2 separate regions of the Mus musculus genome follow, and region 1 is linked to region 2. A link is a contact called in public promoter capture Hi-C data. All regions are on one chromosome and are shown on one strand. The core of a region is the stretch at or near the end of the contact, and the rest is flanking DNA. Distances in the headings are between cores, read along the strand shown. Region 1 holds the start of Acsf2 (acyl-CoA synthetase family member 2). Region 2 holds the start of Luc7l3 (LUC7-like 3 (S. cerevisiae)).

The links. Promoter capture Hi-C pulls out the DNA fragments that hold promoters and counts their contacts.
Region 1: a contact with region 2 is called in a promoter capture Hi-C map of liver. The contact joins the promoter of Acsf2 here to the promoter of Luc7l3 in region 2. A contact is called at or near these places in 22 of 39 promoter capture datasets (the 3T3-L1 cell line, 3T3-L1-derived adipocytes, the C10 cell line and 12 more), 1 of 484 Hi-C or Micro-C datasets (nephron progenitors), 15 of 115 datasets of contacts at active chromatin or transcription factors (the NIH/3T3 cell line, the SCID.adh cell line, bone marrow-derived macrophages and 8 more) and 2 of 9 other capture datasets (adipose tissue and liver).

Annotation. Positions count from the first base shown.
Region 1 is chr11:94,600,154-94,604,630 of GRCm38.p6, forward strand. It overlaps Acsf2 (acyl-CoA synthetase family member 2), which reads right to left and starts at 1,633. Exons shown (of 16, transcript NM_153807.2): 1 at 1,490-1,633. The coding sequence starts at 1,617.
Region 2 is chr11:94,320,039-94,324,331 of GRCm38.p6, forward strand. It overlaps Luc7l3 (LUC7-like 3 (S. cerevisiae)), which reads right to left and starts at 1,925. Exons shown (of 10, transcript NM_001361574.1): 1 at 1,652-1,925. The coding sequence starts at 1,750.

The sequences.
Region 1 (4,477 bases), core at 383-2,882, 280 kb after region 2:
AAAACCTCCCCCAAAAGAAAGAAAGAAAAGAAAGAAAGAAGGAAAGAAAGAAAGAAAGGAAGGAAGGAAGGAAGGAAGGAAGGAAGGAAGGAAGGAAAAACAAAAACAAAAATCACATGTGCATGGAGCCATGAGCCCCTAGGTCTCCTCAGGAAAGAAGGCAGAGGGATGTTAAAGCACTTCACAGGAGCTGAACATGTACTAACATCAGTGTTAGAGTGCTAATTCACATACATACATACATACACACACACACACACACACACACACACACACACACACACACACACCAGTTTGTTTCTTAATTCTCAGAAGGCACTTAGCTCTCAGAACCTGAGAGTTCCAGCCAAAAAGACATCTTCCAACTTGTCCGTCCAACTTCTTCTCAGGGGGGCTGTCTTTTGATTGGGTGCACAGGGTTTATCTGTTTAGCCCCAACTGTCCTGGAATTTACTTCATAGGCCAAGCTGGCCTTGAACTCAGAAACCCTGGCTCTGCCTTAAAGGTACACACCACTACTCTCATCGGCCTTAGTAGTGTCTTTTAAACTTAGTAGTGTTTTCTGAGACATATTCCTCTTTCTGCCGTGCCTCCACTATTCCTTTCCAAGACCACAGCCTGCACAATAATACGGACAACAGGCTTAGTAGTTTGCCCTTCCGTGCGGTAGAGCAGGATAGGCGATGTGCATACCTACTGGACGCAGAGGATACCACCATTCACCTTGTTGCACAGCCAACTCTCCCAGCTTGGCCTTTCCCCAGCAAGCTCCTGCAGTCCCCTCCGTGTCTGGTCATATTAGATTTATTCAGCCAACTCTCTCCTGCCAACCCCTTTCCCAGATCTTGCACTGAAGACAGATGAAAAAATGGGCCCAGAAGTGGTAATGACTGAAAGGAGGAAGGAAGCCGGGCAGTGGTGGTACAGGTCTTTAGTCTCTGCACTCAGAAGGCAGAGTCAGGCAGATCTCTGTGATTTCAAGGCTAGCCTGGTGTACAGAGCGAGTTTCAGGACAACCACAGCTACAGAGAGAACCCTGCTCCAAAAAGTAGAGGAGGTGGTGGAGGAAAAGAAGGAAGGAAAAGAAAACAAAGGAAGGAAAGATCTGTTATACTCAGTGCCCTGTGGACCCCCAAACGGTCCCCACATTTTTCACGGGAGTTAATACAGCTGAGAGAATGCCCTAGCAGTATTCAGCTCTATTCCTCGGGTGTACTGTTAAAAAGCCTCCACTCCTGGCTCTGTGTACCACATGGGACGCATACAGAATTCTGAACTAGAATTTGAACTCAGCCTGGGACTCCTGTGGCTATGAGCAGCAGCCCCAGATCCCGGGCAGGCCTGGCTTTTCCCTTTGCCTAGGTGGTAGGGTAGTGTGTGTGAGGGCTACCCAGAGTGGGGTCAGCCCCTGCCAAGCACTGCAGAACTCCCAAGTTCCCTTCTCGGGACTGCCCAGCCCCCTCTCTTTTCGGAATGCTGCTCGGGGTACCTGAGAGCGCGGACACTCTGCAACTTCGAGTTCGGCCGAGGGCGAGAGAGCAGCGTCCGGGGGCCCCGCGCCCCCAGGCTCGCGATACACAGCCTCCCGAAGCGCAGCATCCCGTGATAGACAGCCATGGCTCGCTTCCGCCGCGGGTCCGGGCCGGGAGTAAACTTTGAAAGTGAACGAGGCGAGGGTAATTAAGAAGCGGACGGGGAGGCGGGAGGGTCGCTCTGCCTATGGGGTGAGGAGGACTGGGTCCCCGCGGGGCGGGGCGGGGCGGGGCGAGGAGAGGCCGGGAAGTGGCGACTCGGTCCTGGCCACCTTTGCGTGGGAACTGCAGCCCTTCAAGCCCGCCCTCGAAGTCCCGCCCTTGTCCCCCCTCCCCCTCCCGGGGCTCCCAAGACCGGCTCTGCAGCACAATACAGGGCCTTCCTGCAATCATCACTCTAACTTTGGAGGGCCTAAGAGTTTCATAAACGGGAAAACAATCAACAGTCTATATAGAGCCAGATGACAATGCCTGGACTGGTTGGTCCCACGTGCCCAGTAGGGCTTGGGTCACGTGGGGACTTCCTGGGTGCTGAGCTACAGGCCAAAGGAATCTGCCCCGAGTGCCCCTGAGGCCTGCCAACTGGAGCAGAGGGCCTCTGGGGAGAGGAAAGGTAGTTGGGACCTACCGCTCTGATGGGTAAACCCCTCTGTATTCGGAGACCTCCGGGGACCAAGGTGCTAGTCTGGCCAGAGGCTAAGAGTCAGCTTTACTTCGACCTTGCATCCTCCCCACGACTCTGAGAAGAGTACCAGGTAGACAAGATTAGGTGGCATCAGGGACGCGTCTGTTGTATCCTACCTTCCCTCTTTCTGCTCTAGCCTGAAGCCTTAAACACAATTTCCTCAGCTGCTCCCCTAGGCTCCAAAGGACCCTGACTTTGTGACTCAACCCTCTAGCTGTGCCCTTAGGAATGTATTCTAACGTCATCCAAGGAGGATGGGTGACAAGATCTACAAGAGGTGAGTGCTCAGGCTGTGCGCTGGGTGTCCAAAGATGAGTACACTAGTCCTCCACTTTCTAGCTCCTCGTTGTCCTGAACGATCTGGGAAAGAAGAGAAGAAAGGCCCCCGGCCGGGTGGCTTCCCTTCTCCTGACTTGGAATGAAGAAAGCCAGGCAGAGGAACAGTTGGCGGAGGGTGGAGGTTAGCCTGGTGAACCTTTGCCTTGATCTGGTTCAGCTGGGGTCATGACTAATACAGCTACTCCTTCTCTGATCTCCAGAGTGACCAGATATCTCTCTCTTTCTCTCCCTCTCCCTCTCCCTCTGACAGCTTTTTGGAAAGAATCTGTGTTCCGTTGGAGAACAAGTCAAGAGGAGAGACTTTGAAAAGCTGGGCTTGAAACGGCATGATGCCCTCCAAATCAAATGTATACAGTGGTTTCAGACAGCCAGGCCCAGGGAGTGAAGGGTGCTGACTGGTATCCCAAGTTCAGGAGCCAAGCCCTGCCTTGAAGGCTTGGTGGATGACCCTGGACAAATCGTTGATTCCTTCTAGATAAATAATTGTCCTGGCAAAGTGAAGGGTACATTCTGGTCCCCGGGACCCTTTCTCTTCCTGACTAGTCTCTGAGTGAGTCTTGGGGGGAAGGGAAGATAAGCCATTCTGCCTGTCCTATGGGCTAGCCTGGGGAAGCCTTTATCGCCTTCCCCTTGTTTCTCTGACTCAGAAATGGACTCATAGACCTGCATGATTCCAGCCAGGGCAATAAAGGTAGGAGAATCAGGAACTCAAAGTCATCTTCAGCTACACAGGGAGTCTGTGGCCACCCTAGGGAGAAAAAAAAGAGACAGACAGACAGACAGACAGACAGAGAAAGGGGCTCTAATGTCAACATGAAGTAGCTTTTTTTTTTTTTTTTTTTGAGACAGGGTCTCATATAGCTCAGGCTGACCTCATCTGTATAAATCTTAGCATGACCTTGAACTTTGATCCTCCTGCCTCCTTTTGTCTTCTGGAATTACAGACTTGCACCACTGTGGCCAATCTTATGTGATTTGTTCGTGCACACCATACGTGCACACAATGGAGATCAGAAGACAACTTGTTGAAGTTGGTCTCTCCTTACACTGTGTGAGTCCAGGGATTGAACTCAGGTCATTACGCTTGGCAGGAAGCACCCTTACCCACCGAACCATCTCCTGGGCTCCTACTGTTGCTATTTTTTGGAGACAAGGTATCATGAAGCCCAGGCTGGCTTCAAACTTACTAAGTAACTGATGTTGGTCTTGAACTCCTGATCCTCCTGCCTCCTGCTCCAAAGTGCTGAGATTATAAATCTGTCAACATGTTCTCCTGTGTCCAAAAAATCTAATCACAGTGAAACAAGTATAATGCCTCTAGCCATAGAAATTGTCTTAGCTGAAATGATAAAGGGGGTGGTGGAGGAGAAGGAAGAAGGTAGAGGCCAATAGTCTTATAAATTTTGTGTTGCAGGCCTGATGATAGATAGATATATAATACCAGCTACTTTAGAGAGATTGAAGCAGGAAGATTAAAAGGTCAAGGCCTGCTTGGGCAATTAGAAAGATGCTGTCTCAAAATAAAAGGTAAGCTGGCATGGCAGCACACACCCACCTTTAGTTGACAGGCAGATCTCTGAGTTCAAGGCAAGCCTGGTCTACATAGAGAAACCCGGTACTGAAAAAAAAAAAAGTGGGGCTGGAGAGATAGCTCAGTGGTTAAGAGCACTGACTGCTCTTAAGGTCCTGAGTTCAAATCCCAGCAACCACATGGTGGCTCACAACCATCAGTACAGCTACAGTGTACTCAAATACATAAAATAAATCTTTTTTAAACTAAAAATTATAGAGAACTTGTCTAGCATGTTGAGAGCCCTGTGTTTAATGCCCAGCACCATATACACACACACAACAACAATGATAATAACAAAAAACAAGAGCGAAAAGATAACAATAAGTAAAATATAATAAACTAAGGTGT
Region 2 (4,293 bases), core at 675-3,174:
TAAGAGTTTCTCTGTGGAGCCCTAACTGTGAGTGTGAAGTAGACCAGGCTAGCCTGGAATTTACAGGAATCCCGCCTGCATCTGCCTCAAGTGTTAGGACTGAAGGCTCCTGCTATTAGCTCTGAACACTTTTTTTTAAACATACAGAAATTAGGTACCCCACTTTACTTTTTTTCTATATGTCAAAAGAGAAATTGTTACTTCACTCAAACCATGTGTTTAAAAACAACGCATACTGAGCTGGTGAGATGGCTCTGTGGGGAAGAGGTCTGACTGCTCTTCTGGTGGTCCTGAGTTCAAATCCCAGCAACCACATGGTGGTTCACAACCATCTGTAATGAGATCTGATGCCCTTTTCTGGTGTGTCTAAAGACAGCTACAGTGTGCTTACATATAATAAATAAATAGATTTAAAAAAATACATAATTTACTTTCCTAAAAAGCCTGTTAGCCAATCGTGGCAACGATGTAATCCCAGCACTCTGGAAGCGGAGTGAGGATTTCAAGTTCGAGAACCACCTGCTTACAGAGTAAAACACTGCCTCAAAAACAGAAACAAAACAAAGCTTTTGTTGAGCCATTTTCTCATATTTTATCAAGTGATTTAAAACTGCTGTTTGATTATAACTGCAAGGTAAAATCAAGTGTACCCACTCTCCAGTTCAGATCTAAGACAGTGTGCTCCACGTACAAAACTAGATAAAAAGTACTTGAAATACAGTACAGTATATGCACGAAGAACAGTGCAACCTCAACAGTGCTACAAAAATTAGATTTAGCTTTCCCGATCACCAAGAGACCGAGAGAGAGAGAGAGAGAGAGAGAGAGAGAGAGAGAGAGAGAGAGGCTTTAGCCTCACCTGCGACCCAGGAGTTATAGTTAACCTTTCTAAGAGAGTAAAAGGACCGAATGAGTTTATGTGAAAACAAAAACCTTCACAACTGCCTAGCTGAGGGTCTACTACGGCCATCAAGCACGCGTCAAACGGCCATCAAACCGCATTAGCAAAAAACTGTTCATGATAAAACTGTACCTCGTTCCGTCTTTCAACTGTCTACCTTCTCACAGAAGTGTCCAAATGGCAGCACTCCTAAGCAATGCACTGCTACGATGTCCTTCCCCACGAATACTGGTCGGGAGTCAGGCTATCTATCTATATGACTCCCGACTCTCTCACACACACACACACACACACACACACACACACACTCACACACTCTAGATAGATAGATAGATAGATAGATAGACAGACAGACAGACAGACAGACTGCACCCAAATAACGGAAGCCTGCTTTCTTATTCATACGGTAAAACCCCGGAGCTCTGGTGGAATCAAGCGAGCCCTTCCTTCTTCCTTTTCCCGCGTTTCTCGGCCTCACCAAGGTGCTTCTTCTTCTGCCCAGCCAAGCGCCATCCCGGACTTCCTCCACACAACAACAAACGCCGCTATCCCCCGGATTGGCGCGGAATCCTCCCTCCGTCCTGGGCCGCACGCCCGCCTCCCTCCGCCGTCAGGTGCTTCAGTCGGCGCGGCCAGGTCCCCCCAAATCGCGCCGCACCCCGCTCGGGCCAGCCTCGGCCCGCCCTCGGGTCCCTTCAGCTCCCCCTCCCCCAGTCCCCGGGGCACAGGCCCGAGGCCCACGGGACTTACGCTCTCGTGGTCCCAGCGCACGTTGCTGCGCTTCTCATCCGGGGCGAGGTTTCGGTCCCGGCCCATTAACTCATCCAGCAACTGCGCGGCAGAAATCATGGTGCTTCCTCCGGGCGGCTGCTCACGCCAGCCCTAGCACCCACCCGATAAAAAACCCCACCAGCCGCCCGGCCGCCGAACCAAGCCCCCTCGGCCCACTCTCAAGCTCGAAAAGCCTCTTCCAGAGAGGAGCCGAGAAGACAAAATGGCCGCCGCCCGGGCACCTTCCCAGCATGCCGTGCGCCCGTGGAGACACGCCTAGGCCCGGGCTGCGAGGGCGGGCAGCGCGGCTTCTCCGGCGAGGGGGCGGGACCTCCGGCCCGGGCCCGGGGCAAAGCCCCGCCAGGCACTGACTCCGCCCCCGCCGTGCCTTCCACCCAACGGAGCGGTGGACGCTCTAACGGCTGCCGGTGTCGGCCTCTTTTTTACTTGGAGAAAGAGCAATCTAGCTCTGGGTCCTTTGCCACTGCCCTGAAACGGAGAAAATGTCCCTTTGTCCACGTGGTGTGCGGGGGACCATCTTCCAGGGAGGGAAACAAGAAGAGCGAGCTGCGATCGTGCTCAGACTCCATTTTCCTGTCGCTGTAGTTTCTTCCTCCTCTACCTGTCCTTATTTATGTCTGCACCCTCCACCCTTCCCACACCCACCCAGTTCGATGCTGGGGATTGAACCGGGAACCTTAACGCTTAACGCTCTACCAGCGAGTTAAATCCTCAACTCTTCTACCCGGTTTTGTCCGGACTTCCTCGATTTTTAGGGAGGAAAATCAAGGAATAGACTATATGCGGTGGAGGAATTATGTTGTAATACCTCCAATCCAGGAATTTATCTTCCTTCACTTTGTATCAAATGTGTTACTGTGTGTTCAGGGAATCATAGAGGAGACCAGAGGTTACCCTCTGGAGTCCATTACTCAGGAACTATCCACCTTTGTTTGGTTTTTGGTTTTGTTTTTCGGGATAGGGTTTCTCTGTAACTTTAGCTGTTCTGGAACTCACCAGGCTGGCCTCGAACTCACAGAGATTCCCGTGTCTCAGCCTTATGAGTGCTAGGACGTGCCACCATTGCTCCTCAATCTAAACTTTCAAAAGATTAGGAAAACTTAGCTGGGCTTGCTGTCACCGTATACCTTTTATCTAGGAAGGCACTGGGAAGGCAGAGTCAGGTGGATTTTATGAATTAAAGAGGTTCACCTGCTTCTGCCTCTTAAGTGCTAACACTTGGGAGGCAAAGGCAGGTGAATATCTAAGTTTGAGGCCAGCCTGGTCTACAAAACAAGTTTCTGTATAAAGCCATGGCTGTTATACAGAGAAACCCTTTTTCAAAAAGAATGTCTCACTGGGACGTGAGCTCTCTGTCAGCCTGAAAGCCCTACGAATCCTTTTATTTCTGCTTCCTTAGTACTGCAGCTATAAACCACTGTTTTACATGTATGTGCTGGAGGTTAAACTCTGTTCTTCATGCTGAGTGGTGAACTCCCTGGAATTTCTTTAAAAGTATTAATTCGGCCTTGCAAACTTTTAATCCCTAGCAATCCAGAGGCAAGTTGATCGAGGCCAGCCAGGGCTACATAGTGAGACATTGTCTCAAAAACAAGATTCATATTCAGCTAGGAATAGCAGACCGGGCCTATAATCCCCTTGTTTGGGAGGCTTGGCCAGAAGGATTATTGTTCCAGACCAGCATGGGTTGCTGTGTGAGTTCCTGTCTAAAACAATTTTTAAAAAAAATAAAACCCAGGGGCTAGTGAGATGACTAAGCTGAGAGACATCTGTGGACAAGCTGGATGAATGTGACAAGAGTTTCATCCCCCGGACTCACAGAGAAAGGAGAGAACCAACTCCCGAAAACTGTCCTCTGACCTCCACGGGCTGATCCACACACACAGACACTGGCACATAAAATAGAATGTAATTTTTAAAAAATTAAGGGCTGGAGAGATGCCACAGCAGTTGTTGGCATTGGCTGCTCTTGCAGAGGACCCAGGTTCAATTCCTAACACCCACATGGCAACTCACAGCTGCCTAACTCCAGGGTCAGACACCCCCTGCCCCCAGACAGACAGACAAGCAGGCAAAACACCAATGCACATAAAGTAAATTATATTTAAAAAGTTAAAATTAAAAATTGGAGGCCCAAAGTTGGTGGCTCATATAATCCTCAGGAGGTAGAGGCAGTCAAATGTCCAGGATAGCTGGGTTACACAGAGAAACCTCAACAAAACTTCTGTTATATGCCCACATCAGTGTTAGTGTGCAGATTAAATTAATTGATATACTCTGCACATTGATAGAGGAGACCCAACAGGTTCTTAATTCCTTTATTAGCAAGAGGGAAAGAACCTTTTTATTGTCAGAGTGGAGGAGTCAGCTCCCTGTGGCACTGACTGAGGAGTGTGGCAAAGCTCCAACCAGGTAAGGTGGAAAATGGAGGCCTCGAACTCAAGACCGACAGTCTTCCCACCCCAGCCTCCCAGTGTGTTAGCATATATCCCTCAAACAGAAATCTGAAGAGTTTACAGTTAAGAAACGCAAAAAAGTTTCCAAAACATGAAATAGATAACAATGAAGAAAACTGTTAGTCTGCTAGAAGAGGAACTTTT